Linked DNA regions of Mus musculus: all the other regions are linked to region 1. Evidence: chromatin contacts called from public Hi-C, HiCAR-type, HiChIP or PLAC-seq and promoter capture Hi-C data. All regions are on one chromosome and are shown on one strand. Each heading gives the region's core, a stretch centred on a gene start, on an enhancer-like site or on the middle of the called end of the contact. The rest is flanking DNA. Distances are from core to core; before and after follow the strand shown. Region 1 holds the start of Usp47 (ubiquitin specific peptidase 47). Region 2 holds the start of Zfp143 (zinc finger protein 143). Region 3 holds the start of Wee1 (WEE 1 homolog 1 (S. pombe)). Region 4 holds the start of Far1 (fatty acyl CoA reductase 1). Region 5 holds the start of Adm (adrenomedullin). Region 6 holds the start of Btbd10 (BTB (POZ) domain containing 10). Region 7 holds the start of Rnf141 (ring finger protein 141).

What was found. Promoter capture Hi-C pulls out the DNA fragments that hold promoters and counts their contacts. Hi-C and Micro-C count contacts between places; a contact is called where the count stands out from the background. HiCAR-type assays count read pairs that join an accessible place to other places. HiChIP or PLAC-seq counts read pairs in DNA pulled down with a chosen protein or histone mark. Capture Hi-C pulls out chosen DNA fragments and counts their contacts.
Region 2: a contact with region 1 is called in a HiCAR-type map of astrocytes, with 2.9 times the contacts expected there. The contact joins the promoter of Zfp143 here to the promoter of Usp47 in region 1. A contact is called at or near these places in 2 of 39 promoter capture datasets (hippocampal neurons and pre-B cells) and 2 of 115 datasets of contacts at active chromatin or transcription factors (astrocytes and thymic regulatory T cells).
Region 3: a promoter capture Hi-C map of pre-B cells shows a contact between it and region 1, with 4 times the contacts expected there. The contact joins the promoter of Wee1 here to the promoter of Usp47 in region 1. A contact is called at or near these places in 3 of 39 promoter capture datasets (erythroid cells, hippocampal neurons and pre-B cells).
Region 4: a contact with region 1 is called in an H3K4me3 HiChIP or PLAC-seq map of stem cell-derived neural progenitor cells, with 4 times the contacts expected there. The contact joins the promoter of Far1 here to the promoter of Usp47 in region 1. A contact is called at or near these places in 1 of 39 promoter capture datasets (liver), 1 of 484 Hi-C or Micro-C datasets (CD4 T cells) and 2 of 115 datasets of contacts at active chromatin or transcription factors (pancreatic cancer cells and stem cell-derived neural progenitor cells).
Region 5: a contact with region 1 is called in a promoter capture Hi-C map of liver, with 3 times the contacts expected there. The contact joins the promoter of Adm here to the promoter of Usp47 in region 1. A contact is called at or near these places in 2 of 39 promoter capture datasets (liver and pre-B cells), 2 of 115 datasets of contacts at active chromatin or transcription factors (astrocytes and embryonic stem cells) and 1 of 9 other capture datasets (liver).
Region 6: a contact with region 1 is called in an H3K27ac HiChIP or PLAC-seq map of thymic regulatory T cells, with 9 times the contacts expected there. The contact joins the promoter of Btbd10 here to the promoter of Usp47 in region 1. A contact is called at or near these places in 3 of 39 promoter capture datasets (cranial neural crest and liver), 1 of 484 Hi-C or Micro-C datasets (CD4 T cells) and 1 of 115 datasets of contacts at active chromatin or transcription factors (thymic regulatory T cells).
Region 7: a contact with region 1 is called in a Hi-C map of B cells, with 7 read pairs. The contact joins the promoter of Rnf141 here to the promoter of Usp47 in region 1. A contact is called at or near these places in 5 of 39 promoter capture datasets (the 3T3-L1 cell line, cranial neural crest, hippocampal neurons and 2 more), 1 of 484 Hi-C or Micro-C datasets (B cells), 3 of 115 datasets of contacts at active chromatin or transcription factors (the NIH/3T3 cell line, astrocytes and embryonic stem cells) and 1 of 9 other capture datasets (liver).

Annotation. Positions count from the first base shown.
Region 1 is chr7:112,021,633-112,025,145 of GRCm38.p6, reverse strand. It overlaps Usp47 (ubiquitin specific peptidase 47), which reads right to left and starts at 1,640. Exons shown (of 29, transcript NM_001357952.1): 1 at 1,400-1,640. The coding sequence starts at 1,438. It also overlaps Gm3960.
Region 2 is chr7:110,059,742-110,063,254 of GRCm38.p6, reverse strand. It overlaps Zfp143 (zinc finger protein 143), which reads right to left and starts at 1,544. Exons shown (of 16, transcript NM_001374618.1): 1 at 1,480-1,544.
Region 3 is chr7:110,120,552-110,124,064 of GRCm38.p6, reverse strand. It overlaps Wee1 (WEE 1 homolog 1 (S. pombe)), which reads right to left and starts at 2,006. Exons shown (of 11, transcript NM_009516.3): 1 at 1,140-2,006. The coding sequence starts at 1,715.
Region 4 is chr7:113,511,957-113,515,469 of GRCm38.p6, reverse strand. It overlaps Far1 (fatty acyl CoA reductase 1), which reads right to left and starts at 1,636. Exons shown (of 13, transcript NM_027379.4): 1 at 1,533-1,636.
Region 5 is chr7:110,626,003-110,629,515 of GRCm38.p6, reverse strand. Adm (adrenomedullin) reads right to left here and starts at 1,859. Exons shown (of 4, transcript NM_009627.2): 1 at 1,695-1,859; 2 at 1,140-1,259; 3 at 842-991; 4 at 1-654. The coding sequence starts at 1,237. The coding sequence ends at 348. It overlaps Gm28863 (a long non-coding RNA gene), which reads left to right. Exons shown (of 3, transcript XR_003946665.1): 2 at 1,101-2,781; 3 at 3,018-3,513.
Region 6 is chr7:113,367,409-113,370,921 of GRCm38.p6, reverse strand. Btbd10 (BTB (POZ) domain containing 10) reads left to right here and starts at 1,583. Exons shown (of 11, transcript NM_133700.2): 1 at 1,583-1,723; 2 at 1,964-2,050.
Region 7 is chr7:110,842,611-110,846,123 of GRCm38.p6, reverse strand. It overlaps Rnf141 (ring finger protein 141), which reads left to right and starts at 1,743. Exons shown (of 6, transcript NM_025999.3): 1 at 1,743-1,785.

The DNA.
Region 1 (3,513 bases), core at 391-2,890:
GCTTATCTGCTGTACTGAGACTTAGAGATGTCTGACAGATAAAATACTGACACACACACAACTCAGCCTTAAACAGCAAACAGGCACTCCACTGAGTTTGATAGCACACACTTTTAATCCCAGCATCGGGGGAGACAGACAGGGAAACCTCTTAAGAATTTCCAGGCCAGCTTATCTACAAGTGAGTTCCAAGCCAGCCAAGTCTGTACTTCAAAGTCCACATAGTAAGATCCTACCTCAAAACGGCAAAACAAAACCCTAAAAATCAACTTATTATCCATCTAAGGAAAGATGGGAAATTTTAACTATTCAGGTACAAAATAAAGTCACTTTGCATTGTGCCAGGGGTTGTCTGTGTAGCAACAAATTGCTACAATTAAAAAACAAACAAACAAAACCTAAACATTTAGGAATCCGAAATGATCGTGTATAAATATCAAGATCCTACCATCCTAATTTCAACTTAACACTTGGCATCTATTTAAGGTATATGAGATATAAAAGTCCAAAGCATTAAGCCTGACGACCAGCAGTTAAAAATACATGTTTGAATATGCTGAGGATATTTATAAAGCCAACGGACTATTAATATGTCGAAATCCACTGGCCAGTGCAGGATTCTACCTTTAATCTTCTACTACTGACTGTTCAAGGGAAGCCAAGAAGTCCGGGAGTCTTATGTCACTCGCTTTTAAGAATTTAAGTCACCCAAGTTGGCAACACCAGAAAAAGACCAAAATTACACACAAAAACAACGTTTCGTCTCTCCATATGGTGAAATTAACTCGGCTATCTCTTACCCTCCCGTTCAAGCCCCACTTAACTACTTTTTCAACGATCCTGGGTAGGCCCCATTTAGGCTGGCCGATAGTACTACGAAGTAACAGGAGGGGGAATGGAGGCTGGGGGGAGGGGGGTGGGGAGACCGACAACTCTTTAACAGTTAAGTCTGCCCTCCCACAGATCTCAACTTAGGTGTCGATTTCACAAGCCCCGTAAGCTATACGCTGTCAAACCCCAGAAGCAGCACCGTCACCCCGTCCTGCCCACGGGCAACTGTTCCAGAATGTTTTCTTTGAAACGATCTCTCTTAACTCTCTCGGCTCGACGTGTGTGAAGTCTGGACTTCAAAGGCCACTTTCTCTCCGCAATACTCCCCCCCACCCCCGGGAGCAGAACCCAACTCCTCGGGTCCAGTCTTTGATGCGTTAGCCCCTCGCAGCCGGAGCTCTCCCTCGGCTACGTGGCCCCGGGAACCAGCGGTCTCCAACTGCCCGCCGCGCCCACCGTCCACCCGGCCCCACGCCTGCCCGGCCCTAGCCTTGCCTCCCGCTCGGGGCCTGCACGACTTCGAGCGGACCGCAGGCTTCGGGCCTAGTCTGGCCCGCCGGCCCCTCACCTCCTTCGGGACCAGTTGGTTCTCCTCGCCGGGCACCATCGCTCAGACTCCGACCGCTCGTCTCCGCCCTGCCTGCGGGGGCCTGGTGGAGGTGGCGGCGGCTGTGTCTCAGGAGAGAACGGCAGCGACAGTCATCCTCCCAGCCGCCTGCGCTCCAGCAACTGAGGAGGCCTCCGCTCAGGCCTTAGACACCAGCGCGCAGACACCGACCCAGGGCGCCGCCGCCGTCGCCGCTGCTGCCGCCGCCGCTGCCGCCGCCGCCGCCGCCCCTCCCCCGGCCCGCGGCAATCAATGGAAAAATGGCGGCCGCCGCTCTCGCGAGAATTCAACGCAGTGGGCGCGCGGCCCGGCGTCTGGCGCCTGGGGTATGCAGGCGGCCGTCGTGAGCTCGGGATCTTCTCACCTCTTGCTCAGCCCCGGGGTACGCCGCGCTACGCTGGTTGAGAGCCGGTGTAGGCGCTTTTCACTACGGGGAAGCCGGTCCTCCCATCCTCCGGCTCCCTCTGTCGGCCGAGGGAGGGACGAGGCCCCTGCGTCACGAACGAGCTCCAGTTCAAAGCCCCCCTTTCAGCCCTGCAGTCCCCAGACTCTTTCCTGGTCTCCAGCGACCCCGCTGCAGCCCCACTTGAGGAACCTTTGGCCTCGAGCTGGTAAACAACGCGCCTTGTAGAGAAATCGCCTTTCTGGCTTTCGCCCTCAAGGCTCTGGTCCTCGTCTGTCATGTTTTCGTGGCCGCCCCACTCTCCTTAGGGACCTCGGTGCCCATCAGCTAGCCCCTGGAGCCCCTTAAAGAGGGGTCACTACACTTAGAGGTGCTCCCCTGCACCCTTCTGGGTGGCTTGCTGTCATCCTCCTACAGGGCCAAGTCTGAGGGAGCCTTTTGAGAGCAGAGCTGTGGTGCGCTTCAACCTGTGCTGTCCTTTTGAATATGTTTTTTTTTGTAATCTCCCCAGACGGTAAATACCATGTGTTTGACCAAACAAATCTCCTATTAGTCATTTTCCTTCACCGCACTCCTTCCATTATGAAGACCCAGTGAGACGTCTTTCATGAAGACTTTTGGCAAACTAGTCCTCTTACAGCCTGCTGAGTTAATTCCATTGTGCCATGTACCCAGCATCCACAGCGCCAACTCCTTTACCTATGCTATTGGTTCGCCAAACTTGTTACTATTGAACACCCCACACCCAAGAAAAGCTCTCTATACAGTTATGTAAGATTTATTAGAATTCTGCTATTTGTGGCACTGTAAAACATCTACAAATTCTAAAAATTATAGCAAAGACAGACATTTAAAATAAACGAGATTTTAAGTAGTAATGGTATAAAAAAATCCATTAACCCTACTGAAAATATTTAGTGAACGCACTCTGATTGACTAGGTTTCATTAGTTTTTTAAAAGCTAATTCTTTGTGAAACACTTATTAAAATATCTGATTCAGTGTTCAGGTTATTTCTGTACTTGGCTTTAATAGCTGTCATAAGCTGAAAAAGGTAACCCACAAAGATTTTGATCCTAATGGAAGAAGTGCATTTTCAACTACTATTACTAATACAATGCTCATTTTTATCTGTTTCAGCTTCCAGCCATACAAAGGGTTTTGTTGAAATTCAGCTACTAATTTTCCATCTTTCCTAATGTCAACTAGAATTTTTATGTTTTAACAGGTGGGCTGCAGTGGTGAAGGACTTTCCAAGCATACAGAGCGTTCCGAATTCAATCCCTACCTCCTTCTCCCAGAACAGTCAAATACCTTCTCCCAAAACAATCAACAAAATAAAAACAAAAATCCAAGTAGACTAAAAATTCTTTAAATACACTACTCAGATTTCTGAAAAGGCCAAAAAAGTCTGTCTTCATGTTTAAGCATACATATGATGAGTTTGGGAAGAGTGTTTAATTTTTTTTATTTTTTATTTTGTGTGTATCAGAGTGTACATGAACCACAACCATGCAGCTCACAGATGTTGGAAGAGGCACCAGATGCTCTGGGATTGGTGTTATGGGCAGTTGTGAGTCACTTGGGTCCTCTGTAAGAGCAACAAGTGCTCTTAACTACTGAGCCATCTCTTCAGCCTTAATATGTAAATGTTTGAAACTTCATCATAGACT
Region 2 (3,513 bases), core at 295-2,794, 2.0 Mb after region 1:
AACTGATCTTCCTGTCTCTACTCCCAAGTATGTATAGGTATACATTAGCATGGTGAGTTAATTTGCAGTCTTTAGGCCCGAATTTAAGGCCTTGTACCTGGTAGGTAAGCATTCCCCCACTCGCTATATCCTCAACCTGCTCTTCTCGTAGGATAGGGCCTTACTCCTAGGTAACTCAGGTTGGCCATAAACTCAATCTGTAGTGGAGGCAGGCCTTGAATTTGAAATTTCTCCTATTTTTGCCTTGATAGCTTAGATTTCAAAGTTGAACTACCAGACTTAGTTTGGACTATTTTAGGTGAATTTGAACGTGTGTATATTCTATCAAAAAGCTGTTATTAGTATACTTGAGATCAGGAACTCAGTGTGTAGCTAGCTGTAAATCTGTAATAAAGAGTAGTCTTGAAATCCTCTTGCCTCAGACTCCGATTGCTGGAATTATAGACAGAGACACCATGCCCAGATAAAACAAACCAAAATAAACAAAGGGGAAGAGTATTTGTAGAGTCGATTGACTCATCTCCAAATACTCAAAATGTCAGGGTAAGATTTATGCTTATTGTTTTGTGATCTTTACATTTCACAATGAATTTACTATATACTTAGAATGAAGAAAGTGTTAAAATGTTACACAAGTTTTTGCCGAATAGGGCTGAACGCATCTTTCCTAGTAAAATTTAGGACCAAACTGAACACAATCTGAAACGTGCAATTTCTCACATTCCCAACGGAATATGCCAGATGATTTGAATATTTCAAAAGGGAAGGCAGAACTTGATTCTAAACAAACAGATGGGCAGTGGTATTCATTTCTACTTATTGAAACATCGTTTAATGAAAGGGAGAAAGTAAAAAATGAGTGAACGAAAGTCCCATTATAAAACATTCCAAGAGACTATTTTTGAATATTCGATGTTAGGCCTCACAGACTTTTGAAGAAAAAAATTGTGAAAACGAATAAATGTGCCTACGATCAGAATAGGAAGAAACCCGGGGGCGATATGCAGGCGTGTCCCCAGCCGCGGGCCCCGCGCCCCTGCTGGGGCCTGCTGAGAACCGAGGCCCGGAGGCCCAGTCCGACCGGCTTCCACACCGAGCGAGCGCCCAGGGACTCGCTCCGCGCGAAGGTCAGGTCGAGCTGAGCCTCCCGGCTCCCGAGAGCTCCACCCTCCCCTCCTGCTCTCCCTCCCCTCAGCGGCCCCCTAAGGGGACAGGCGGGGCGCTGGGTGAAGGGGGGTGGGGTGGCGTCCTCAGAGGGAAAGGCTCCGCCGCCCTAGAGTGGCGGCCTCGGGTTATTAATAAACTCCGATTCTGCCCGGGCTGCGCTACGAAGGCGGCCGTAGGATCGGCCAGGCCTGAGGACCAGCATAAGCAGCTGGAGGGAGAGCCGGGGCCCGAGTGGGCCCGCGCCGCCGCACTGAGGGCGGCGGCCGGGCGGAGAATAATGCACACTGGGTAAAAACACATTTATATACGAACCTCCGAGAAAATTTTCCAACAATTCCTTCGTCCGACCACCATGCACCAGGACAGGAAACAGCCGCCCGGCCCCCAAGCCCCGCAACCCGCATAGCAATTCTGAGTCCCGCCCCTACCCTCCATTGGGCTGTCTTTACGTCACTCACTGGAAGACTCTTGCTCTCGATTGGTCTAGATTTAGCTGACGGGCAGGAAACCGCCACTAACTACGCCCACCTCACCTGCGTCATTGTTGCCTGACCTTCCTACCCGCTCATGAGTGGCTGGCGCCAGGTACGGAATCAAAGCTTCTGTGCCTGACTGGATGGCGAAACTGCTCATCGCGGACCACTCCGCCCCACGGACGAGTGAATTATGCCGATTCTGGGGCCCCAGCGGGAGGCGCCATTTTGTAGCAAGGGAGGGAGGTTCGTCCTTTTGATTGCCCGGGAGGGAAATAGGGTGATGGGCGCCATTTTCCCTACAGGGCTAATGTGGAACCCATGGAGCTCCCGGTGGCCCTGCCGGAGCGTGTATCGGAGGCCGGATGGGCCTTGCCTTTCTATTGCCGAGTGTTATTTCATTGGAAGGTTAGAGGAAGGCAGGAGGGCGGCCCGAACCTCCCACGCGCTCCCTAGGGGCTCTCGGAGTCGGCCGAGGCCTTCGCTTTGGGTCTCTGTGCCTAGCGCAGCTGATGCCGGAGACTGGGTTCGGAACCTGCCTGCCCTTCCCCAATCTCCGGGCATGACCATGCCATGGGAGGTTGAGCTTTCTGCTTCTGCGGAGATCCCGGCGGAGCCGAGCTTCCGCTGGGAGGCAAAGCGAATGCTCTTAGTGTGTCCGTGGACTTGTGGTCGCTCGGGTCCTTTGCATGCGCTTTCCCTGTTTTGTGAAACTGAAGGATGAAGAAAGCATCTGTTGGGCTCTTTAACCTATTGAGACATTAGTTGTGGCATGTGGTACGTTTTTTTTTTTTTTTAATCCTCTCGGCCCAACCCTTAAGCCATTTCCAATACAAGGCATTTCAGATAAGAGTGCAGTAGCCGCAGTACCAGGTGTATATTCCAATAAGATGAGGAGGTTGACCAGCATTAGCCGTCAGTCACTTGCATTTCAGGTGATGTCATTGATGAAGTCGAAAAATAGCCGGGAGAAACTTGAGTTTGTAACTAAATCTAGTCGGAACCTACAGTATTACCTTCTCTTGCCCTCACCCCATCTGAGACTTTAGTTTGCAGTATAGTTCAGTAGGCTATGAATTTAACCGGAGAGTATATCCCTAAGTGCTAAGAGTAGGCTGTATAGCCTATGCCACATAAGGCCCAATAAATCACAATTTTAAAATATTAATCTAACCAGGGCATAGTTACATAATCGGTACTCAAATGTCATTTGAAGGATCTCAGGACTTAGAATATACATCCTTTTATGGTTTTTGAGAGTGTGGCTGTCTGGCCTTGTATTTGCTATGTAGAGGGCAATTGATGACATGATCTTGACCTAATCCACCCACAACTCCTATCAAACCCTGGCAAGAAAGGTACATGACACCACTACTTTGTTTTGGTACTCTTGGACCTTTCTACCTCCACATGGCCAGTAATGGGATTATAGATAGGCATGTGCCACCATCTCTGGTTCTGAACAGTATTATTATTTTTTGCTTTTTTTTCCAGATGGGGTTTCTCTGTAGCCCTGGCTGTCCTGGAACTCACTCTGTAGACCAGGCTGGCCTTGAACTCAGAAATCCGCCTACCTCTGCCTCCTGAGTGCTGGGATTAAAGGCGTGCGCAAGCACTGCCCGGCCAGTATGAATATTGTTATGAACAATGGTTAAACATTCCTAGTGCAAATGCCACCACCATCTTGTTCATGGGTTTAATCCTCAAGGACACAAAACACTTGGACCCTTAAAAATTAGAATATGGGTCTCCAAGGTGAACAGCCTCTGGCATGTTGGAACAATGTAGCAGGAGATGTCAGAAAAGTTACCACAGGGATAACTGGCTTGTGGCGGCTTTTTGATCCTTCGATGTCGGCTCTTCCTATCGTTAA
Region 3 (3,513 bases), core at 757-3,256, 1.9 Mb after region 1:
TAAAAACACTCACTCTCATAAAAAAAAAATCCCCACCTCCACCTCAAGTAGGCTTTTGCAGGCCACCTCCCTGGACTCCTCCCCTTACTAAGGGGGATGGTGCCCTGGGCCTGTCCGCCTATAAAATTAGCAAAGCACAAAAGCACCTGGATGTTCGAGATTTAAGACTAAAGTTGCATGGAAATCAATAGATTCCCTTTAAAAGGCTTATGTCGAGGGGCATGGTAGGGCGCCTTTAGTTCCAGCACTCGGGAGGCAGAGACAGGAGGATCTCTGAGTTCCTAGTTCCTACAAAGTAGGTTCCAGAACAGCCAAGGTTACACAGAGAAACGTTCTCTCAAAAAAGGGGGGCTTATTTCCCGTGTTAAACTTACAGGTACCATGCCTGTCTTTATTTTGGAAATTGTCTACTCTTAATGTTTTTGTGACTTCTCAAGTATTACCATGACAGTATGCATATTCACCGGCTATTCCAAACGGGTTCTGAACACACTCTGCTTTAAGACACATTAGTTTTGACACACAGACCAACAAAACGGCAGGGGAAACTCCAGAATAAACACAAAGCTTCCGTAATACTAAATCCCGAAAGACAATCAAAAGCAACCTGGAATATCCATGAGTTCACGACGGTAAACACAGAGACTCAAAAGGACGCGCAGAATCTCTAATGCCATATCACATGGAACCACAAGTCCAGGGGGTTGGAACAAACCCTTTAATAAACCTAACTCCTTCCATCCGTGCCCCCCAAATTACAGGCCCGGACACCGGATTTAACAGGCACCATATGGCTCGGAGTGTCAGGTGGCCAGCAGCAATCCGGCACCCTGGCACACCGGACCACCGAGACCCAATACTCAACCACCTGGACAGCGGGGACCAGGCCCTTTGTAAAGTGGAGTAGTTACAGACCAGGCCCATTGTTCAGTTACATAATCTTAACCGACAACTTCTAGGCAGAGCCAAAAAGGGGGGCTGCCAACTTTTTTTTTTTTTTTGAGTGGCGGCGCAGGACAGCGAGCGGGGTGCGGCGGGGCGGTTATGTAACCGAACCCGGGCAGTGGCGCGCAGGGCTGCAGCGCCGCGGCCTTTTTTTTTAAAGGCCCTGGAGCCGGCTCCTCCGCCCCCTCCATTACCTTGGGAGTGTGCGGCGTGTCGAACAGGCGCAGCTTGCGGAAGGTCTTGTGCGGAGGGGTGCTCGGGTAGTCGGGCTGCGGCGAGCAGGGGTCGTCCATGGCTCGCGGAGCCCCGCAACCCTGCGGGGAGGCATCCCCTGGGCCGCCGCAGCGCACTGGCGAGAACGGGCTGCTCAGAAAGTAGGCGGTCGAAGGTGATTTGACGGGCGACGAGGAGCCGAAACCCTCCTCCTCCCAAGAGTCGCCCTCGGCGCCTCCACCCGCCGCTTGCGCGCCTCCGCCGCCGCCCTGCAGCAGCAAGTCGTCCTCCAGCTCTCCCGGGCTGCTGGGCTCCGCGCCGGGCGAGCGACGGCGGCGCTCGGCCTCGGCCTCGGCAGGGCTGCGTGCAGAAGGCAGGGGCGAATCCGGTTCCTGGAAGGCCGAGTCCTCCCCCGTACTGTGGCCGCTGCCTTCCTCCTCCTCCTCCTCCTCTTCCTCACAGTCGCTGCCCGGCGAGAAGATGAGCTTCTGCCGCAGACTGTAAGCGGCTCCTACGCGGCGGGTGGGCGGCGGCTGCTGTCGGCTCAGGAAGCTCATTTCCCGGCTGCAGTCACGGCGGAGCACGGGAGAACACAGGACCGGCGAGCAGAGGCCGGCGGCGTCCAGGTCGCGGCTGGCACAGGGGGCGGGTCCGCCACGTGCGATCGGGCGCGCCGGGCTGAGGCTGCAGCGGGCCTGCGCGGCGGCAACTCCGAGGCCCGTCAAGCTCACGACGGGGCGACGGCGACGGCTGCGGCGCGGGATGTCCAGCGGAGACTGGCCGGTCCAGTGCTGGCGAAAGGCTCCGCAAGTTCGTCCGCAAGTTCGGGTTCCGCGGCTTCCCGCGACCGTTAACCACGTGAGGGCCCAGCCCACCAATCCCCGCCCAGCCCCGGTTTGAAAAAACAGGGAGGGCGCGACGTAGCCCACGGGGGAGGAACCAGCTACGCGATTTTGGCGGGAACTCGCTGACTCCGCCCCACAGCCTAGGCGCGCCGCCAGTCGTGGGCGGGTCGCGGCATCCCGGGCCAATGAGTGGGCCTGGATTGCACAGAACCCCACCCAGAGTCTATGTTTAGAGGACCGGAGCCTGCCGGGAGCCGCCCTGCGAGGAGGGGCGAGAGGACGGCGGCTACTGCCCAGTGCTGGCCTTGGGTCGGCCTCCCTGTCTCCGGGTTCAGAAGCATCCGGACACCGTGCAGCCTTTGGGGACGCCTAGAAGCCTGGTCCAACCCCAGGTTCTGAGGCCCGACCCCTGGGGCGTTCTGGGCGTGGCTGTGTCCAGTCACGTTCTATAGTCGCGGTCCGAGCCGGAAACAGTGACCGAGCTCTGGACCTTGCCCAGCGCGAAACTCAGATAATGAGCTGCAGGACTAGGACACAGAGGTGGCCTCTCACACAGTCTTGTGTCCCTCACAGCCAGACTTATCCGTGATAATTGGTCCTGCCACAAGCCCGAATGCCTGACCTGCAACCGTGGTGTTTATATTTGTTCGCTTACACGTGAGAGTGCGCTAGCCAAACTGATTGGTCCCGGGAGAGAAAAAAAACAAAACAAAACTGAAGTGTAACAGAGGTGAGTGCTGGCGCACACACCTGTGATTCAAACAGTCTGGAAGCTGAGGCAGGAGGACCAGAAGTTTAAAACCCCTTTGCTCTGTAGTGGTCCTGTCTCATAATTTCCAGGAAAAAATAAGTTTCCACAACCTTCTCAACCGTAACTTAAATCTGTTTACAACAAGTGTGTTCCTATTTTGTATGCTATGATCAATCATTTCTCCTTGTTACGGTTTTGTTTTTTTTTTTTTTAGCATTCTCTGCTGGAGTGGGAATTACTGAGGCCAGACTGTCATACAGAAAAGTAGGTTTCTTTTTCACTAGGAAATTAGAACCCACTTTTGGGGAACTGAGGCCATCAGTAGAAAGCTTGATGTTTTTTAATGTAGATTCACATTATCTGGATAATAGCCTATTATACTCTTCTGTTGTCATTTACTGTAGTTAGGAGTACTAATGTGTGTGTGAGCTTTTTTTAACACTTCAAAGGCTGAAAAGTCAAACTGATTTTTGTTTTTGAGACCTGCCTTTGCCGTGTAGCCCGATTATTTGAACCACCTCCAGAGTGCTGGGATTATAGACCTGTGCACCTGCCAGGCCAGGCTGATGGACTGATCTTTGGTTTGGTTTGGTTTGGTTTTGTCTTGTTTTGTTTTCAAGATAAGAAAACTGTGTAGCCCTAGCTGACCACTAACTCACAGGGATCCATTTGACTTGGGAGTTCTGACATTGCTGTTAGATGGGTTGATCAGGGTGACCTGAAAGTAAGATTGAGCTCAACAGAAGCAAATTGCCCTTT
Region 4 (3,513 bases), core at 387-2,886, 1.5 Mb before region 1:
TACAGGTAACTCAGCCCTTTGGGAACTAGATTATACTAAAAGCAAAATGTAATTACAGTAATGTGTTACCCACAAATACCTTCTCTGTCCTAAAGAATGATCCATTAGCTAAAATTCTATGCTGAGCTGGTGAATAAGAAAACATTTATACAACTGCTCTCTTGAATTCTGCCCTCAAACTGTAACTTTTCACCGGCCTTTTGTCCTATCTTTAAGCAGAAATTATCTCTCCCATTTAAATCCACTGAAAATGTGGATTTAATTCTACCTGTACCCTACAAATAAAAGCTTCAAAGAGGAAAGCAGTTGACAGCAACACACATATACTAATGTCTTTCTTAAGTGAAAATATTTTTTGTTTATTTAACTACAAAACTAGTCTCAAAAGTGAAAGCAACTGCCCAACAAGCATAAAACAAATTCCACTACATTAAAAAGATTGCTCATTCAGAACTGCACAACTACATTCACACAGTATCACTTCTGTTTTTGTAAGACACCTTGCACCATCCTCATGTCATATTACCCATCCATTATCCATCCCCAACCAGACTCTTTAAATGTTGCCCTTAGCACTTTTCTTTAAGAATTAAGCAATTTCCCAGTCCAAAAAAAAAAAAAAAAAAAATCAAAGAATACTTAATACCCATTACTTCTAAGAGCTAAGTTTGTGTGAGCTGTGGCTAAACAATCAGATGGATCATCCAGGGGACAGCATAAAGGTGAGCTAATGATCAGCCTCAGTAGGTAGCTACGTTGAGTGTTCCGAGCTGTCATCCTGAGATACTCTCTCTCAACTCTGTACTCCCAACTCACTCCACTGTTCACAAAAGATCCCCACCCTTGAGCAAGCACACAGAAATCCACCTTGACTGTTCCTTGTGTACTTTCCAAGAAACCAAATAACGCCTTCTAGTCAGACAGCCTCCATCCACCCCTCATCTAAAATCCACTCCTCGGACACCTTCCGGTTTCTGTGTGTACCTTCTCACACTCCACATGCCCTGTCCCCATTGGTCCAGAGACCTTAACCTTCAAACCCCAAACCAGTTCTCCATCTCTCAGCTGATTTCTCCGCAACGCCATTGATACCTACTTCCCAGAGGCCGATCCCACTCTGGAGCAGGGGCCTCCTCACTGGACGCCCTCTCCAGAGCATCACCCCTTTCCCATCACTTTCTTCCTCTCAATCCCAGGCCGCCACCCTCCTCCGTTAACTCGGGCCCCCACCGTGGCCGCCTCTGCGCGGCCTCCCCCCGCAGACGGAACCCCTGCCTCCCCGGGTTGCAGGCCAGGGGCCTCTAAGCTCCCTCGCCGCGGCCCTGGCAGTCGGGAGGGCGGCGGCCCGGCCACGCCGCGCAGGGACAGTCCCAGCAGAGGAGGCGCCCCCGCCTCCAGGCGGCCGTGGCGGGGCGGGGGCGGGGCGGTTCGCAGGCCCCACCTCAACGCAGCCCGGCCTAGGACTCCCGCAAAACGGCGGCCAAGTGCGGAGGGGCCGCGGCCGAGCCTGCGACAGAGCCCGTGCCGCTCACCTCGACGCGGAAGCTCGGGCCTCGCTCTCCCTTCAGCGATGGCTACGCCGTGGTCGCGCTCTCCTCACTCGCTTTTCACCGCCCCCGACCGGCTGCTGAAGAGCGGACCGACAGCGGTGCGCCCATTGGCTGAGAGCGCTATGGCGTCACGGGTCCCGACCGCGCCTCGGGGTCTGACTGGTTGGCGTGGCGCCTCTTTTCCACGTCTGCTCCTGATTGGCTCTTGCTCACACTCTTCCCGGGAGAACCGCTCACCCTCCACTCTTCTTCAGCCGCCCACCCCAAACCCCCCAGGCAGGACGGCCAATGGGGGAGCGGAGAGAGGCCGGGAAGTGGGCGGCTGGGCGGTGTGGTCGGGGAAAGCGCAGCCAATGGGCGCGCGCCGCACATCCCCGCTCAGCAGCGCCGCCCCCGGCCGCCCGCTTCCCGGAGGGTCGCGCCCTGGGCCACGCCCGACTACCCTGGCGCGGGAGCCCAGCCCACGCAAAAGGTGCGGGACAAGTGGCAGACGTGAGAGCCCGCCCCGCAGCCATCGCGGCGTGCTTGAGTACTGCCAACGTGCACCCTGGCGCTCCCCAGATGGGGCCGGCTACCCTCGGTCTTAACTGAGTGTGAGGATCCTCCCTGATAACTGCCAGCTTGGTTCCTTCGGAATGTGGAGCCAGCACTGTATGGACCTTCTGAAGGGCCCATCGGGAGGACTGGAGCCCGCGTCCATCCTCCCCGAGAGACTGTCCACCTAGTCCTTCCTCCTTCAAGACAATCCCGTGCAAGATGTAGGGACAGTGAGAGAAGTTTCAGCGTTGGAAGGTGGGGCGTGTGCTGAGAGCTAGGGTGCACGGGAACTTGCTGAGTGTCGCGAGCTAGAAGGTAGATACGCGTAGTTAGTATAACAAGTTTTATTTAGTTATGCTTTGGGTCTTCACACAATATAAACACTCTGAATTCCTAACTACGGTCCTAAGCCTATCTCCCGAGGCTGCTTACCTATGCGATGTATCTTGGCTGAAGGTCAGGTCCAGTCTCAAACAGAAATTTCTGATTCCAGGGGCAGGATCCTAGAAAAGATTCTCCAGCCACAGGGCAGATCAAAGTGGCATCTCTCCAGATGTGCAGAGCAGAGCATTGCTCTTAGTCTCTGCTTATATACTGTTCACTGGGCATCGTGGAGTTAGTTCTAGGACTATCTCTTGTTATCTTTGAGTGAGTGGTGTACGGAGTTATGGTTATCAGGTGCAGCCTTGAGTGTAGTGGGGATCCTGACTACACTATTTTTACATGCCTAAAAAACATTTTTCTAAAAAACTATGCTCATTACAATGTATGAGCTGGGAACCTGTTTTTTCTTGATGTGGTGGTGATTACCCGGGTGTATGAAGAAGATTCGTGGGGCTGTGTGCTTCATGCACGGTGCAATCATTTTGGAAAAAACTATTGCATCCTGGTTATAATCAACACCAGGCTTTAGCTGTCATTCAAAAACTAAAAACCGAGGCTAGAGAGAAGACTCAGTGGCTAAAAGCAGGTACTGCTCTTTCAGAAAATGCGAGTTCAGTCCCCAGTAATCTACAGTTGGCAGTTCACAATCACCTGCTAGTAATGCCTCCCTTCTGGGCTCCATGGGCACCTGCACTCACATCCACATACCACCCACATACAGACACACGCATACACGTAATTTAAAATAATAGAAATAATACTTAAGAACTACAAACTACTACGGGTATAAGGGATTGCCCTTTTTGCAAACTCTGTGCTTTTTTTATTTGACAATCTCATATGTATGTTGGATGCATTCTAACAGATACACCTCCATTAATCATCTCACTCTAAAGCCTCCTGCTACTTCGATGTCTTTTTTTAATCCCCGAGTTTAATTACAGTTGCTTGCATGAATGTGTTTGAAGATGGGGAGTGGGGGGTATTTACCAGAACATAGGCAACGTACTATTGAAACTTAGTTGGGAACTCCAAGCCAGGT
Region 5 (3,513 bases), core at 610-3,109, 1.4 Mb after region 1:
CTTGACAGCAACAAACTTAAATACTATAGTTACCTTTGGCTGGACAACAAGCATTGCACGTTCCTCGCTAGGTTTTGGAAAGTTCAAGTAGTAATGAGGCTTATGCCCCGTGAGAAACCAGTTTATGAGCGGGCAAGGCAGTGGCTCAGACCCCTGCCCGGAGAGTATCAGCCTGTAAGTCTCGGTTTCTGGCATGAGCCTGGCTTGGTCTTGGGTTCCTCTGCCTCCCCTAGGGGCAGCCAGGCAGATCTCTGCAGGATTGTCTCAGTCCGCCCCGGTGCGAAGTTCTCTGATTCCGCAGGCGCCAACGGGATACTCGCCCGACTGTTCAATGCTGTCACCCGCACCTATATCCTAAAGAGTCTGGAGATGTGCGCCCAGGGGCCTGGGGCTGTGTGTGTCTGCTCCTGGGAGGACTCCACAGTCCGGGACCGGAGGACCTCCAGCAGGGAACGCCGGCGCCGGCGGCCATAGCCTTGAGGGCTGATCTTGTTTCTGGGAGCCATGCCGTCCTTGTCTTTGTCTGTTAGCTGGTAGATCTGGTGGGCCAATTTCTGAAATGTGCAGGTCCCGAAGCGGCATCCATTGCTGCGGGAACCCTGGTTCATGCTCTGGCGGTAGCGTTTGACACGAATGTGGGCTTCGCTCTGATTGCTGTGAAGAAGGAAGGACACCTCATCAACCGGGGCTTTGGTCCCAACCACCTGGGACCGGAGCCATGCAGTACCCGAGGGACCTGGAACCCGTTCCCTCCGCCGGAGCCTCAGCTGCAGTGCAGCCAGGACAATCCCCAGGGTCAGAGTAGTGGAGAGGGCACATCCTCTGCAGAGAGCATAGTTACCTGGCTTGTAGGGGGCCAGTTGTGTTCTGCTCGTCCAGGAATGGATCAAGAGTCTGGGTAGGAACTGTCGTCTCATCAGCGAGTCCCGTAGGGTAGCTGCTGGATGCTTGTAGTTCCCTCTTCCCACGACTTAGCGCCCACTTATTCCACCTAGAAAACACAAGCAGATGCGTTTGGCCTAAGTTCAAGTGATGTCCCAGCCAGCTCCACTCCCTTTGTAACACCTCCAGACCATCTCTCAGTTTTCTCTCATTGCCAGGTATTCAAAGTGAAGAAAGAAAGCACGGCCCAAACTCACTTCTTTCGGAACTGCGAAGGAGTATCTGGCCCTGCAGTGTCCGCGCCTAGGAAAGCGAGTGAACCCAATAACATCAGGGTGATGGAAACCAGCTTCATTCTGTGGCGATGCTCTGATACCCTGGAAAGGAACAAGACACCGAGTGTGAGCAACCGGGCCAGCAGCACGATCCCGTCAGCACGCGAAGGGTGGCGGCAGGACGGGGAGCCGCTTGGCAGCGCTCTTCCTGGCTCAGCTGCTTATCTCCCCCACTGGCGCAGAGAAACACCGGAGATTTTTGCGCTGGCCGGGTGGGTGACAAGCAAGGCAAAGGAAGCCATTGAGAAGTGCCAGGCTTCCAGAGGTTTCCAACTAAAGTCCCAGGATCTCAGCCCAAGGAGGAGGGGGGATCTCAAGAGAGCTCCAGCTGTGCGCATGAGCTAGACCTGGGCAATGAGGTGTTCTCTACATTGGATACCCTAAAGTGGGTTGTTCCCCCTTGTCCAGCTCTGCAAGTTTTGGGGCTTTGGCAAAGCCGTCCCCCTCCCTAACATGCTGGAGGCCAGCGGTTCCTACCTGATAAAGGGGTGCGTTGTCAAGCACTTGAAGCAGAAAGAAGTCCTTCTGACAGTAGCAAAACCCCAAAGTCCAAGATTGACTGCGATGAGAAGCCGAGAAACCAGGAGCGGGAGCGGTAACGCTGGAGTTGCTCTGTCTAGTGTCACCAAGAAACCACTGACTAGTGAGCACCAGCTCCAGCGTCTTATAAGCGCTCAGGGGCGGACGGTGGGCGTGGTCAGATTTGCCCTGGAGTCCTCCCTCTCCAGCGTGCTTGCTTCTAAAACCAGACCTGCCCTGCAGCTTGCCTGTGGGTATGGGGGGTAGGGGTAAGAGGTCCCCTGTGGCTAGACATCTCAGAGATCCGCTCTGAGAGATTAGACTGGAGCAGGACTTCCCTTGCCCTAATTTCCCAGCATAGAGTTCAAACAGTGAGAAGGGAAGGGGAACCAGAACAACTCGGGTGGGGTGAATCCTTTGCCCATAATGTGTACAACCCAGAGTGCTGATCTGAGCTTCCTGGACAGTGCTGCAAGAACCGGGAGACGGGTGGGACACATGGATAACCAAAACCCCGGACTTGGGGAGCTGTGACCTCAAATGGACCGCGCCCCCTGCCGGCTTAGCACCTGACTGAGCCTCGACCCCCATCTGTGCCCGCAGGGTACACCTGGAAGGGAGAGGCTCAGTCTCCAGTGACTGGGACTGAGGGGTTTCTCGATAGACTAGCCAGTACGGATTTCGTAATAAGGGCAGAACTGGGAACAGCTGAATTGGAAATTGGGGTTTGGAGAGGGTAGTTATCTGAAAATTCAGAACTCACATTCCTATTTGGAAATACAGGAATAGCCAAAATTAGGAAGAGAGATAGTTTTGTTTTCTTCCTTGTGATACTATTATCCCTTATAAGGCTATGACCTGCGAGTTGACCTGACTGCCTTCATTCATCCATCATAAACGTGAGGATTGACTGACTGGGAGCACACTAATGCCTCACATATGTTAATCACTTTACAGTTGACAAATCCCAGCCAGATCCCAATCGCTTTTGATCTCTACACTCCCGAGCTGGTGTTCTCTTGAATTAAAGTGAAGTGCCGAAAGGGTAAGTCTATTGCCCAGTCACACTAAAGGTGGGAAGCTGTAGAGTCTGGACTCAAAAGACTGGGGCACAGCGGCTCGGTTTTCTGGCTGGGGTCACCATTCTCATCAGGTGGGGGGAGAATGCCGGCCCCCGCCTAGCCCAGAGATATGTGCTAATTCACGATGAATCAGTTCGAACACGTTTGCCACGGGCTGGTGCTCTTCACAGATCCGTGAGTTCACTTTCTTCCCTTCTAGGGCCAAACTGGGCGACAGGCGTAGCTCCGCATGCAGGTCTCCCGGAAGGTCCCGAAGCTAAAGACATGACCTACGACAGCTCCTAGCCCCCAGCCCTGGTGATGTGGACACAGACAACTCATGTCCTCTTCCTGGCGACCCCGGCAGATCTCCCAGTGTCCTACCTTATCTGCCTCTAAGTGTTAGACCAAGAGCAAAACCGACTAGGCATTCCTGTCCCGCGGACCTTGCTCACAGCGCAGACTATGCTAAGCACTGCTGGTTCAGCCCGTTTGTCACCCTCCAGACAACCATGGACATTGCACCTGGGGGAGAAATGGCCGCGCCGAGATTACTTATCCTCCTAAAACTGCAAAACGGAGTTCCCCCTTGGGCAGGGGACAGATTCCCAGGTTCTGCTTCTGGTAGGGGCTTGGGACACGGATGTTGAAAGGGCTGCAGCTAGGCGAACTGGCCCGCCTTAGGGCCTTCTGGGCCGTGGGACAGTCACCGCAGC
Region 6 (3,513 bases), core at 334-2,833, 1.3 Mb before region 1:
CATGCACCATGGCCTGGTCAAAACCTTTCATTAGAAAAATGACAGCTTCAATTTAGACATAAGGGAATGAAGAATCCAGTTTGATCTTTACCCCCAACTTGTGCTACAGTTACTTTATTTGAGATAAATTACAGAAAACTGTATCAAGATTGGGGAGGACTTTGCTATTGTTGAGGGTTTCCTTGAGGTTTCTTTGAACATTATTCATATTCAAGCCTCATTAGCTTGCTCTTTTTACAATGTTTTTAAGATTTTCAGCAATTTCCAAGAATGTAGAATGTTGGCTATAAAAAAACGTGTACACTATGTAACAATAATCTTTGTCTTCCTTTGGTCTCTGATATTTAAGCATTTTCAGGAGGAAAGTATGCCTGCTACCAGTTTTCCACTTCAAATGATAATTTACTTAGCATAAATGTTGGTTTGAAAAACACGTGGTATCACATATGGGACCCAAGGAATTTTTTCTTACAGTAACTAGATTTTAAACAAAGTTCTTTTCACAAAACAGTTTTCTTACCAAAATACTGAAACATGTATTGGGTTTTGTTTATGCCCTTCCCTCTCTTCTCAAAATGGGGGAACTTCTACTGATCTTTAAAATTGGACTCAAATGCCACTCCCTAGTGGAGGGCTGCTTTTTGAGATGAGATCTCACGTTAGCCCAGAAACACCTGGAACTCAATCTTTCAGCTTCTGCCACCCTTCGCAATCCCAAGACCAGAGGAGCGAGCAACTGCACTGAGGGGTTCTCAACAGGATTGTCTCAGATCAGCTCCTACAGCTCACTCACTAAGGGGAGTATGTTCTGTAGCAAGCATAAAGAGGATTATCCGTTCCTCTGTGGGTCTGAGTCCCGGGAGGGGAGAGTTTTGAGCGCCGGGGAGGTGACTTCCTCACTTTTCCATCTCTTTTAGAGCCTCCCATCAGGCACACGGTGGGTTCGGTGACACCGGAGTGCTACTTTGGCGAGCTTTTGCCCGCCAGAAACTCAACCCATTCAGCTGATTCTCCGCGTCCCAGAGGTGGCGCCACCGCAGGCGTGTCAGCTGGTGCACCGGTTCCCGCCAACAACAGAGGGTTTCAAACCAAGCAGAGCGTTGCAAACCAAGCGGCGGCCGCGGGGAAGCGGCGACCTCCGGACCACCGCCTGCCAACGCCTCGTGCTGCCCGTACCAGCTCGCGGACCCCGCGGAGGAAGGCGACCCGGGCGTTCGCCCTGCTGACAGAAACGCTCTCCTAGAAGAAGACTCCCAGGCACTGCTTTTACTGGCCCGGAGACGCCGTCCGGCTTTTGCCTAACGGTGACAGGAAGCGTGGAGTGAGGGTGTGCTCAGAGGTGTGGAGGTGGCCTGAGACTGCTCTTGGCTCACCGCGCAGAGAAGCGCTCGCGGGGAAGCTACGGGACAGCACTGCCAACCGAGACCGCGGAGACACTACTCAGGCTCTCAGTGCCCCGGTGACACGCCTACTGTGGGAGGAGCTCCGTCCTTCGCGCGAGAACTCGCTTCGCCTCACCTCTTCCTAATGCGAAGTCTCGCGAGAAGCAGCTAAGGAGCCGGCCTGCAACCTGCCGGGGCGGCTCTGGTAGGCGCAGCCGGTGGAGCGGCCGCCTCACACCTAGCACCGGAGGGGTCCGGTTCAGTGGGCGGAGGGAGCGGAGCGTCGCTCTCTCTTGGAGCTCTTCCCCAAGACCCTCGGTGGACGTCTCAGGGGCCAGCAGGTTGGAGCGGGCCGGGTGCGGGCGGCTGGGTTTGTAGTGGAAGCCGAGGGCGAGGCTAGCTGCTGTGAACCGGGCTCCGGGAGGCTGGCGGCGGCTCCAGGAGCGTGGGGCGCGGTGCTCGGGGCTGCCCGCTTGAGCACCGGGTCCGGAGAGGCGGGGAAGGGAGCTGCTTTTTGGGTTAGGAGTCTGGAGGCCTTTTCCCAGGGGAAAAAAAGCTATTTTCTCACACCTCCTTTCCAGGGCAGAGTAACCCAGTGCCCCGCCCCTTTCCTGTCATCTTTGGGTCACCGCGGCGACAAACCGAAGAAGGCGCATCACAATAGGGCGGTGAGTAAGGCTCCCAGTTTGGGGATAAGGTGGTGGGGGAGTTGCCCTTTGGATGGAGGATGAGACACCTGTGATGTGCTGCTGTGTGCTTTTATTCTGTAACCGTTTCAACGAGGGTAAAGCTTGGTTTCCCACTCTAACTTGCCCAGAAAAGGTTCAGATTTATTCTCTGTGAGTCACAAGCCCTCTGACACCCCTGATTTTGGGGTATGGGCTGGAGGGGACCTGAGATTTCACTTAGTTTGTCAATGTGGGTTAGTGTGCTGTGCCTAACCTCGGTCTTTCCCGGGTTCCCATGTCTTTTTTTTTTTTTTTTTTTTTTTATCTCTTTAAAATTTTGAGTCTTAGCCTCTTATTGGTATTTGGAGTCCACGACCAGGCTATAAAAAAGTTTTCCACTTTGTGCATTTAGTATAGGAAATTATTTTATAGCCATGTAAGAGTCTGCACGCTTTTTATTTCAGCTAACAATCTGAATGAAGCAGTACAGTGTATTGATTGGCAGTTGGGTTTCTTTCTGTTCTTGCCTGCCTCCCACTCTTCTCTTGCCCCACCAGCCCAATTTGATCCAAACTTTTTAGAGAGGGGTTTAGGGATGAATTTTGAATGAAATAGACTGTAGAAATTGGATGGAAAGATAAAATAAGACATGTGAATGTAAAGACTGAACAAGTTTCTGCGCTGGAGAGTCCATCTAGAACTCAACCGTGGGCATTGAACCAAGGACTGATGCTGAATATTAAGCAGAAAGCAGTAGAAAGTACTTGGAAAATTACTAAATGGGAGGTAAAGATGAGTTAATATAGTTTTCGAGGACAGTTAATTTTGGAGATTTTAGGCTTAATCGTTTTTTCTAACACAGAGGTTAGTACTCAGCGCTTATTCTTATGGGTTGAGAAAAGGTAAGAAGGAAGCTTCAGGAACATGAGGGTGGTTAGGACCCAGAGCAACGGAGTTCAGAAAGTTCTGCGAGATGTTTTGCTTGTTAGACATTTTTTCACACTATTCAAACTTCCAGGTAGGCTTTTTACCTCCTGTATTATCCTCCCACAAGTCTGAATTTTGTTCTGTTCTTCACAAAGACTTGTGTATTTTTTTAAACATTAAATGAAATCACAAAGAACTGTGGTCTGCTTTGTGACCATTTACATTTAAATGGTCTCATGGAGTGTACAACTGAACTGGAGATACTCTGTCTCTCAGAGAGATAAGAATGAGTAAGTTTCACATGCCTTCAGGTACTAGGCAGATAATGAGCATGTCAGTGCGCTAGAGAGCTTCTCTCCTCTGAGCCGTATTCAGTCCGTCTGATTAATTGTATGAATGTGCAGTCAGTTGTCAGCCTTCTTAAAAGAATATAGGAACTCTAGAATTTTAAGTGCGACTTCCTGATATTTGAAATATTGACAAGTAAAACAAAGATACCTTCATGTGACCCAGCCAAACCCAGTTGTATTTTAACA
Region 7 (3,513 bases), core at 494-2,993, 1.2 Mb after region 1:
ATATCACCTTGGTCTTGCAATCTCTCCTTTATTTCAGTCTTTGTGGTGCTCACTATAAAAAGGAATACAGGTCCCACTTTATAAAACTGTGCTTTATGGAGACTATTTTTTTTCTGACTGGGCTCAGGTTAGACAAAGATATGAACCTTTAAAACATGAAGCAGCTACATCTTTACCCCATAACTTTTTGGGAATGTAGTTGGCATATACTAAACTATATATGAGTAAGGTGTACAATTTGAGAAGTTTTCATATTACATTCATGTCTGTGGTGTCATGCTCTAAGACAGTGAACATAGCCAATACCCTAAAATGTTTCTTCTTACCCTTTGAAGGTTTGGAGGACTTGTGTTTGAGTCTGAGCCAAGGCTTAAACATGCTAGGCAAGTGTTTTACCGTTGAGTCAGCCACCTCTAGTTCCCATTCTAACACTGTAGTGTTTCCTACCTGACACCACCCGCTAAGCAACCACTGATCTGATTTTGCCACTAAAGATTCCTGGGGGCGGGGGCTATTCTAGAAAATTTTTTTGGAAGGTCTATCTTCTTTCAGCCTAAGTATTTCAGGCTCATCCACATTGTTAAGTGTGTCAATCATGTATTCTTTATTATTGCTGAGTAATATTCCATTGTGTGACTTTATTTCAGTTGTTTTCCATTCACCTGTTGATATGTTGTCATAGGGTTTCTACTGCTGTGAAGAGACACCATGATCAGAGAAACTCGTATAAAGGAAAACAATTCATTGGGGCTGACTTAGAATTCCGTGGTTTAGTCCATAATAGTCATGGTGGGAAGCATGGCAGCACACAGGCAGACATGCTGGAGAGGTAGCTGAGAGTTCTACATCTGGATCAGCAGGCAGCAGGAAGAGAGAGTGACACTGGGTCTGACCTACGCATCTGAAAACTCAAAGCCCACCCCTAGTGACATATTTTCTCCAACAAAGCCTTATCTATTGCAGCAAGGCCACACTTCCTAATAGTGCCATTCCCTGTGGGCCTATGGGGACCATTTTCATTCAAACCACCACATCAGGTATCTGATGTTGGTGTACTAGTCTTCATGTGGATCTATTCTAGAAGCAGGATGACTGGACTATGTGGTTGGAATGTTTGTGCTTAGGTTTTAAAGAAATGGCCACAATCTCGTTCCACAATGATTGTATCATTTTACATCCCCAACAGACAATCTGAACAGATTTGTTCAGCATCTTTGTCAATATTTAATACAGTTCTTTTCATTTTAGCCACTGTGGTATTGTATTGATAATTCACTTCCCTTCTAATTTGCATAATGGTCTCAGACATCATTTCATGTGCTTATTTGCTATCCATAAATCTAAAAGGCTAGTCTAGTCTTTGGCCATTTAAAAAAATTGTGGGTTTTTTTGTTGTTGTTGTTGTTTTTTTTTTTTTTGGGGGGGGGAGGGGTAAGAATTGTGTATTCTAATTAGAAGTCCTTTGTTAAATATATTTTGCTTTTCCAAAGCCTGTGACTTGCCTCTTCATTTTTTTGTCCTTTTTTACAAAAGTATTTAATTTTATTGATTTCTATGTATGTGACTATTTTGCCTACAGGTGTGTGTCAGCAGCCTTGAGCTACAAAAACCTCCAAAGCCAACAGGGGGGGGTGGAGCTCCGTCTCCAGGCAACGCGCGAGGGCGTGGCCTTACGTCACTGAGGTGCGACTGGTTTGCGGGCCGCGCCGCTGCCGCCTAGCGGGTTTAGCTAAGCAGCAGCCGAGGCGGTGTCCCTGGTGCGAGGAGAGCGATGCCTTGAACTGGGTGAGCCTTGCAGCGCCGCCCCTTCGCTGTGTCCCTTCCCAGCCACTCCACGGTCCTGGAGTAGGGAGTGGAGGCCCGGGCAGCACCAGGGTGTGAAACCGGGCTTCAGAGGAGCTAGGGCCCCTTGTCAGGGCCTCGGCTGCGGGCTTTGGGCACCGATTCCTGGGCGGGTGGAGACTCTGGGTCCGCCTTCTCGGTGGCGGTGGAGACTCTGGGTCCGCCTTCGCGGTGGTGCTGAGGAGAGCTTTCAGAGATCAGCTCGAGCGGTTTTGAATCTTGGCGCTGGCGCACTGAGCAGTTTAGCTGTTGGTTAGCAGAGCAGGTGCGCCAAGGAGGGGCTGAGGGGCGGGTGCTGGGGCCAGGGCGGCAGGGTGGCCACAGGGCAAGGCTTCTGAGGGAGAGCCTGGGCCCGTGGTGTCGGCCAGCCCTCCTACTAAACCCGCCCCGGCAGTGCACCCGGGCCCTTGCTTGTCAAGCTAATTGCTACCTTTTGAGGACCGACATTAAAAAAAAAGTTTCCTTGCTAATCATAATTGTAGGGTAAGTTGCCTTCTGTGTGCAGTTTCATTACAAAACTGTGGGGTTACTGTTGTTGCAATTTGTCTCCAGCCTACCTTCATATTCTTCATATTCCGACCCAGCCCCATTTCCTGATGCCCAGCATTTCTTGTCCTTCTTCTGGAGTACATGTAGCTCCAGTAACACTCCCAGTTGCTTTTAATCCGTGCTTCTCAAACTAAGACCATCTTTTCCACACCCCCTTACCGTGCTTGCTATAGAATGAAATTCACCCTTTAGACTTTTACTTGGGCTTGAACTGTCACCCGACCAATGGTCCTGATAGTTGTCCTTGAAAAGTAATGCCTTCTGAATTCAGAGCCCTCAGGACTTGCGTGGATTTTGTTTTACCCCTTTTGTGCTGGCTGGTTTCGGTTTCTGTCTTAACATGATTGTGTTTTTCAAGACTATGTTATCTTTGTCATTTGGCGTAAGGGAACCATATATATAAGGGACATATAGGATAGATATTCTCTGAATATATCTAAATTCTTTTAACTAGAGGAAGTTGATTTCTCTTTCTAAAAAGGTAGAGAAGGTGCAAAGAGAATATTTTTCTTTCTAAGTCAGAGTGTACTTACTACTTGGTGTGTGCTTTGTCAGGCTGTCTATAATACTTGCCAATTTTCCAAGAATCCATGAAAGGATGAATGGATAATCTATAAGGAAAATTAACAACTGGTGCTATTAGAACTCCAGCACTTACTCAGTACTCTGTTTGTTTATAGGTTTTCAGGTTTTATTTTATTTTATTGAGATTTCTTTAGTTTTATTTCTCCTCCTTAATACCTTTGACCCCAGAACAGGCATTCTAGATTCTATACCGACTCTGACCAGCCTAATCATTGGATATCTGTATAAACTTAGAGTTTGTATAAATAGTGAATAATAAGTTAAGTAGTGTCATTCGAGCCCCAATTGTAGAACTTAGTATGTATTACTAAGATGGAAGATGGTACAAAATTTAACAAATTTCAAAGGTGCCTTTGATACCGAAGTCATTGTTGACTAGTCATCTGATGTGACACCAGAAGTCAGCCTTAGGTCTGGATAGACTACACACCTAGTGGCCAGCAAGTCCCAGGGATCTTCCTGTCCCTGCACACACACACACCCGGCCTGGCACTAAGATCACAAGTGTGCCACTGCGCTGTCCTTTCACATGAGTTC